2 separate regions of the Drosophila melanogaster genome follow, and region 1 is linked to region 2. Evidence: chromatin contacts called from public Hi-C data. All regions are on one chromosome and are shown on one strand. The core of a region is the stretch at or near the end of the contact, and the rest is flanking DNA. Distances in the headings are between cores, read along the strand shown.

What was found. A called contact is a pair of places that touch in the nucleus more often than the background predicts.
Region 1: a Hi-C map of the Kc167 cell line shows a contact between it and region 2, with 2.0 times the contacts expected there. A contact is called at or near these places in 10 of 107 Hi-C or Micro-C datasets (the D17-c3 cell line, the Kc167 cell line, the S2 cell line and 3 more) and 3 of 7 datasets of targeted methods (the Kc167 cell line and the S2 cell line).

What each region holds. Positions count from the first base shown.
Region 1 is chr3L:12,415,602-12,419,034 of dm6, forward strand. ArfGAP1 (ADP-ribosylation factor GTPase activating protein 1) reads right to left here and starts at 1,979. Exons shown (of 5, transcript NM_079316.3): 1 at 1,552-1,979; 2 at 939-1,486; 3 at 674-878; 4 at 344-403; 5 at 1-268. The coding sequence starts at 1,611.
Region 2 is chr3L:12,276,310-12,279,968 of dm6, forward strand. It overlaps INPP5E (Inositol polyphosphate 5-phosphatase E), which reads left to right and starts at 1,346. Exons shown (of 5, transcript NM_140309.2): 1 at 1,346-1,427; 2 at 1,917-1,974; 3 at 2,045-3,570; 4 at 3,640-3,659. The coding sequence starts at 2,351. It overlaps Sms (Spermine synthase), which reads right to left and starts at 942. Exons shown (of 4, transcript NM_168496.2): 1 at 581-942. The coding sequence starts at 865.

The DNA.
Region 1 (3,433 bases), core at 729-3,228, 140 kb after region 2:
CGCCGCCGCTGCTGCTACTCAACTGATTGTGGTACGAACTCGAGCTGGTCATGTGCGACTTGCTGTTGCCGTTGTCCTGCCAGCCGCCCCAGTCGCTGTCGCTGACGCCGCTCTGCTGACCCAAGCCTCCGGCCAGATTACCGCCCACGGAATTGGAACGCTGGTAGGCGCTGCTGTCCTCGAAGTTGGGATCGTTGTATCCGCCCTGCGGCGACGAAATGTTGCTGCCCGCCAGATTATTCCAACCTCGTTTGCCCATATCGGTGACCTGCGATCGGTATGTTTATATGTTAGAGGGATGTGGGTTTAGAGAAGATTAACTGGATGATGGGGAACTACAGACCTTGCTGGCTACATCGGTAACTCCGCATTGTACGGAATCTAGCAGAGTTCCCTCTTTAATCTACAACCAAAAAAAGATGCAAATAAATAATACAAACAATAAGGTGTACCAATTAAATTAACAAACAAATATGGGGATTAACTAAAGGGATTTTGCTCTCTTTTGTTGTTAAGGTGGGTTTCTACAGCTTTAAATTATTTAAAACTAATCAGCAGACTAATAATAAACCAAAAGAATACAAAATCAACATAATATTGAACCAAATCGAAGAGAATAGGCAAATAAGGAATCAAAATCTGAAAGATATACGAGCTGAGGCGCAGGACTCACCTTTGTCGAGGCCAAATTGACGGTGGTGACGGCCTTCTCCTTGGCGGTGCTGGCCAACTTGGAGGCGTTGGTGGAGAAAAGGCTCCAGCCAGAGGCCAAAGTGGAAAGCGTCGAGTCGAAAAGCTCCTGAGATTGCGTTTTCGGTGGTGGTTCGCGTGTGAACCCGAAACCTGCATATTTTCCGCCCTGACTCGGTGGCAAGTTTCTGAAACAATCAACTAGGATAAATCATAGCTAATGGACAGATATGCCATTAAGATCCTACTCTGGCCTGGAGGCATTCTCCACTTGGCGTCGGCTGAAGAACTCCTCCTTCTGGTCCTTGAACTCCTGCGTTTGGTACTGCTGATAGCCTCCAGGCTCGGCGCCTCCGCCATTCTGATAGCCTCCGTTTCCGCCATAACCTGTTGCACTGGGTCGCGACTGGTAGCTGCTGTTGCTGGAGCCACCTGAGCTGAAGCTATTGTTGCTGCCCACGCGGCCTTGCGCCTCCTTGAGATCCCAGCTCTTGCCCTGGGCCAAGGTGGCTATCTTATCGCGGTACAAAGCAGCCGCCTTCGAGTTGTAACGCTGCGTGATAGGCGCCCGTTCGTTCCAGTCCTCCTGATCCTCCAGAAACTCGCGCGCATTGCGATTGCCGCCCGCCTTCATCTTCTCCAGCTCGATGTCCTTCCACTTATCCATAGTGACGGAGCGCACGAAGGACAGATGCACGCCCAGACTGCGATGCTTGCCGGAGCACTCCAGGCAGATCCAGATGCCGTAGGTCACGGACACCCACTGCGGATTGTGGGTACCGCACTCGAAGCATTTCTAGTCATTTTTAAACAAAGAAATTGAAGCTTATCTAGCGTATGTGGACAAAGGAGCAAACCTACCGAGTTCTCATCCTGGGGTTTCAGTTCCTGGAGCACCCGTCGCGTTCTGGGACTCGCCATGGCAACTGGTTTCTATGGTTTCTGGCCCTGCTCTGGCGGATTGCCCAACTCTTTGCGTTCAGTTGGCTTCAGTTTCGCAGCTGATAACCGAGTTGCTAATGAAACTTTTGCTGACGCTGGCGCTGATTTGGGTGCAATCTTGGCTTTGAGATGGGGCGATTTGAAGCTCTCACACACGCTTACGAGCCTTTAAAGTCCACGGATCGCGACGAACGCCTGGCCAAACGCATTTAACAGAGTTTTGAATTTTTTTGGATCAGCTGGGACGCTTGCAATTAATGGCAAATTGGCAAAAAAAAAGTGTTAAGCGTGTCCCACTTGGAATTGGAGATGAGCTGACCACTCACGACAGCATCGATATACCGAATATTGCATGGAAAACCAAAGGAAGTTGGGCATACTATCGATATTTACCCATCTCAAAGTTCCACTTGGATTTTTGTTTTGCAGTGTGACCAAAGTGCAACTAAAGTGGAACGTTCGGAATTGCGATATATCGATAGTTTATTGAAAATGAGCGGGATATTTAAATATCTTAAGCAAACAAGTTTAATATATTTGAAACTGTCTTTCATAAAAGAAAACCTAAAAATATTAGCTTTAACATGTTTTAATGTTTTAATTTAAAATTCTATCGGTTTTATAAAAACAATAAAATATTTTTTTACTCTGTTGCTGTATTATATTTATTGTATATAGCTTGCATATAATATATTCAAGCTGCTTATTTACTAAATATTTCGAAAAAAGTTAGATAAGAACAAATATTTTCGAAATTATATAAATTAAATTAGACATTTAGAAAACCATTTTTATTCATCATTATCCAACATATGTTAATGTTAATGTGTTAATAATGTTAATAATGTTAATATACACATACATATTTTAGCTAAATATTGCACAAAAATCTCTGTCCGCTCTCCAGCAAATTCAATTAACCCAACTCGATGGCATCGCCTTTGTTGCGAGCACGCCGAAAACCCTTCAACAAATTATACATTATCACGCTGATCTGATTTCCAGATCTTCAGTACTCGTGCGGCGACTGGAGATGCAGCGCCGCCAATTTGCGCTGCGTCATCCCGAAAAAAGTTAATAAAAACAGCGATTTATCACACTCCTAACAGTAATCAATCTCCTACCGACTGTCGGTGGATTTTGATTCGATTTCGGTGTTTTGAATCCCGGACAGGGGAAATTACTTACATGATCGACTTCAATGCAAACAGACCGCGGGTGGCAGGGCCACCAAAGATGAAAGGGAACTCAAATCTGAGAGAATTTGGAGCCGCCTAAAAGCCATTTCCCTTTTCCCCATTTTTCAGTGCCCCTTGGAGGAAAAGTCCAAAAGGTAGGTGACCACACGCGTCTGCACATAATTCAATGCCATTCGGATTAGCATATAATTATGCACAATATTTCCGCAGTTCGGCTCTGCCTGCCCACCGCTAATTCCCTTTCAATTTCCAAACTCGCGCATTTATTTAAGTCAGCGTCTTTTGGCATCTCAGCGGATCTATAATTGCCGTCGCACGCCCAACAAGGGGGGCGTGGCAGATCAGATCTGGATGCGAGCGGCAACGAGCATATAATTGCCGCGGCGACCGCAGGATGTGTTGAATTTAAAAGCCTGCCGGGTAATCCGATCGATCGATCCGCCGATCGCCACGTCCCAGCCAACTTACGACTCCTTCCTTCGCTAAGTGAGCCGATGAGCCAGTGAGCCAAAGAGCCGGGCGTTCCTGGCTGGGCACTCGCTCGACGCTTTCAACAACTACTTGTCCCGCTGCCGGAGCGGATCCAATGCACTGAGATAAAT
Region 2 (3,659 bases), core at 96-2,595:
GGTGTTTTTCTTCTTATTAGTATGGGTACCATGCCCCAAAGGGGCGCCAATCAATAGATCGCGAGTCGAACCCAACCCACGTGCTCCGGCCAAATGTGAAAAGCATAGAAACGGGACCGGAACGACAAGTTAACCTAGCAAAGCCCAGCTGAAATCGCTATGTATGTGATGTGTGCTTCAGAGGTGTTAGATAATAGAAACTGGTGAAAGTGCTGGGATGGGGGCAGCCATCACTTGAGGCCAAGGACGGACGAACTGACCCTGACCAAGTGCCGGCCATTTGAGCTCGCCGAGTGGTCAGGAACACACTCACACACACAACCAATCAACCCACCCACATGGTTGCCCACTTGCCATGCACACACCCCCACATGTATGTATGATGAAGCAACAACACTCGGGTACAAGTGCGCGGAAAATCAATTTTACCCGGTGGGTGGAAAACCCTTTCCCCAACTAATCAGCCGAGACACGGAAACTGGGAGGGTAAGAAAGATGTGGGTGGTGGTGCTGCTGTCGGGTGTTTGCTTGCTTGTTTTTTGAGTTTTTTAAAGGAATCTAAATTGCACTGAATACGTACGTCGAAGGATATGCTCGGCTCCTTGCCATCGGGCAGGAAGTACTCCACGTTGAGCGTCAGCAGGCCGTGCTGGAAGATGCGGCAGGTAATCACCGTGTCCTTGTTCTCGTGCAGCACCGCAAAGTAGCCGTTTTCCGGCGACTCCATCGAGTAGGCCAGCTCCAGCTGGGGGAACAGCTGCTCCAGCTCGTTACGCAGGATTTTGGCCACCTGGAGGCGCGCCTCCTCATCCGCCGTCTTGTCCTTGTCCAGCGTGAAATCAAACAGTATCGTCTGGGCCGCCATCGTGCTTAACTTGCGCTAATCCGTTGAACAAAAACGCTGAACCGCGTACCGACCGAAACGAAATACTAGTGATGCGCCTTACGAGCACCGATAGCAAGTCGATTTCGATTGCACTTCTAGTGTGGCTGTATAATACAGTTAATTAAACCTTATTATTTTTTTTAATATAAGAAACGGTTTATTAAATAATTGTAAAAAATAATAAAGTACATTTAATAATAATGTTATAAATTCCTCTTAATAAATTTTTGAAGGGTACTTGGCCCACAATTTTGTATTGAATATATAGCGCTTTGTTATGTATGTTTACCTAATAAATATTACATTGGTACGTTTTGCTGGAAACACAATTAAATACAAATCTTAATTAATATTTAAGAAATATTTCTTTAAATCTATCGTGTCACAACCCAGCCACTGAAACACCCCCGCCCGCACCTATCGATACGTGCTCCCACTTATCGGCAGTTGGCTGCCCACTTTTGCCACCCCTAAATCGCAGTTCCCACGACAAGTTCCGCACTTGCTCGGAGTTTTTGGGTGTAAACAACATTGGAACGCGGTAAATCATACAAAAATTACATAAATCGCATAGGTGACAGCAGCGTGGAAGGGTAGTGCGTACCAGTGCGGAACATGAAAAGCACACCAAGAGCGAAATCAATGCGCACCTGAACCTGAACTTGAATATCGCATGTGTGCTATGTGCTATTGTTGCTGCTTTTATGCTAGACGTAGGCCAACAACACAAGAACAACAAGGCTGCGCTGACGGGAACAATGGTCTGCTAATTATAAATCTCTCGATCCCAGAGAATCGAATCAGCCAGCAGACGACGGATATTGTGCTTGTGTTCAGACGTTCAGATGCTGAGTGCTCAGTGCTTGGATGCGTGGGCGCCGCAGCATGCCAATGTTGTTACGTCGTCGCCAAAGACCACCCTTCCGCGACCAACCACCCCCCAAATCGCCCACAATCCTCCCCATTTTATATATCGCGACGGTGTCGCCACAGTTATTACCCAGCATATTGATTTTCTGAATCCTTTCAGCTCTCTCGCCCCAAAGGATCTGCCCACATATGTGTTTTTTTTATTTAGTTGCTTGCAGGTTAGTAAGTGTATTATACCCTTGGTATTACCAACCCGCCTAAATGTTTACCTTCATTAAAATCTTACAGAACAGCACACGCAATCGCCGCCAGTCAGCCCAATTAGCCTGATTTCGTGTACGTCATCGCCGAGCCCAAAATAATTTGCATTGCGACCAGCCAGAACGCCGGACCAAAGTCGCATTTGCATTGTGCTCGCTCGATGACGTCTGGCTTTACTATTTATATGGCCGGCAGCCAGAGGCCATCGCACAATGAGCTCGGTTCGAGAGATCCGGCAGATAGAGCGAATTAACTTGACAAAAGGGGGGCATGATAACCACTTAGCACCTTCACCTTAGATGATAGAATCATTTCGTTCGGACTAAAGCCAACATGCAGCACAGCAGCGCGGGAAGTGAGGAACGGATAACCAGTTCCACCAGCAGTCCCAGATCCGGTCACAAGACCGCGAGCTCCCTGTTCGGTTTGCTGAGCAAGCGACCTAGTAAGGTGGAGCCACATCCCGTGACACCCGAATCGCCAAGATTACAACAGAGACCCGTGTCCGCCTGTGGCCAATACGATGTCAGTTTCGCCAAGTGCAATGCAGATACGTCTGCAAACCATGTCAATAACAATGGGAGCACCCTCAAAAGCCAAACGCTGCCGCTGGAGAAGTCGCACAGCGGGCTGATCAGCTTCCACAGGCGTGCAAAGCCAAGTTCCTCGAAAGGAAAGAATCACTCGCACCGGCACAGTACGGATGCTGGTTCCCAAAGCGATGGAGGAGCCGACGTGGTGATGCGGCGCAAGTCGCCCAAGCATCGCTCACCCAATCACAATAGATTTAGTCACCAGTTCAGTCTGTGCTGCAAGGCGGAAAAGAAACCGATGACACCGCCGGTGACCGTGCGTTATAACTCCATACCGGATAGCAACAGTGTTCTGCGGCGCGATAACCTCTCGCTAAGTTGGAGCATGGTGGACAACAACTCGGGCTCGCTGCACTCCAGCGAAGGATCCTCACACCGACCGCGTCCGTCCAGTGAGTGTGCCAGTGCGCCAGAATCACCGGTGGCCAGCAAAACCTTCTTTGCCCACTGCAGCCCTGCTGCGGCCAGCGCTTCGGTGGCACGGAGCGAAAGCCTTCAAAATCGCTCGCCCATTCGACCCATGGCAGTATCAGCCTGCCGATCCCGACTGCGTTTAAAGCTCTATCCACCTGGACAAGAGTTACCCCCTCTTCAGGCAGCCACAGAACCTGGTGACATTAAAAGAGCCACCACACCACAGCACATGTCCTCGCCGAATATAGCCACTCAGCCAGATGGAATAGAACACATAGAGGAGCAGCCAGGCGTGAGGTTTATGTCGCACGAGAACATGACACTCCAAAGACAGGGTTCGGGATCTAATCTGGCTCGCCAGACTTTAATGGCGGCACATGCATTGAATCTGATCCCGGCGGATAACGCCAGGGAGCGAAGTTACCTGGATGGCAGGCTGGGATCAACTTCCCTTTTGGGTCCCAGTGAGCTAAGCCGCGTGCTGCCGCAAAAGGAGATTACCGTCTTTGTGGGAACTTGGAATATGAATGGCCACAGTCCACCCAAGTATGTAAATTTAATAAATTAAGTCTAAAAGCTTATGAGTTCATATCTCAATTATTCTTTTTATTGCAGACAACTTAATGATTTTGTGC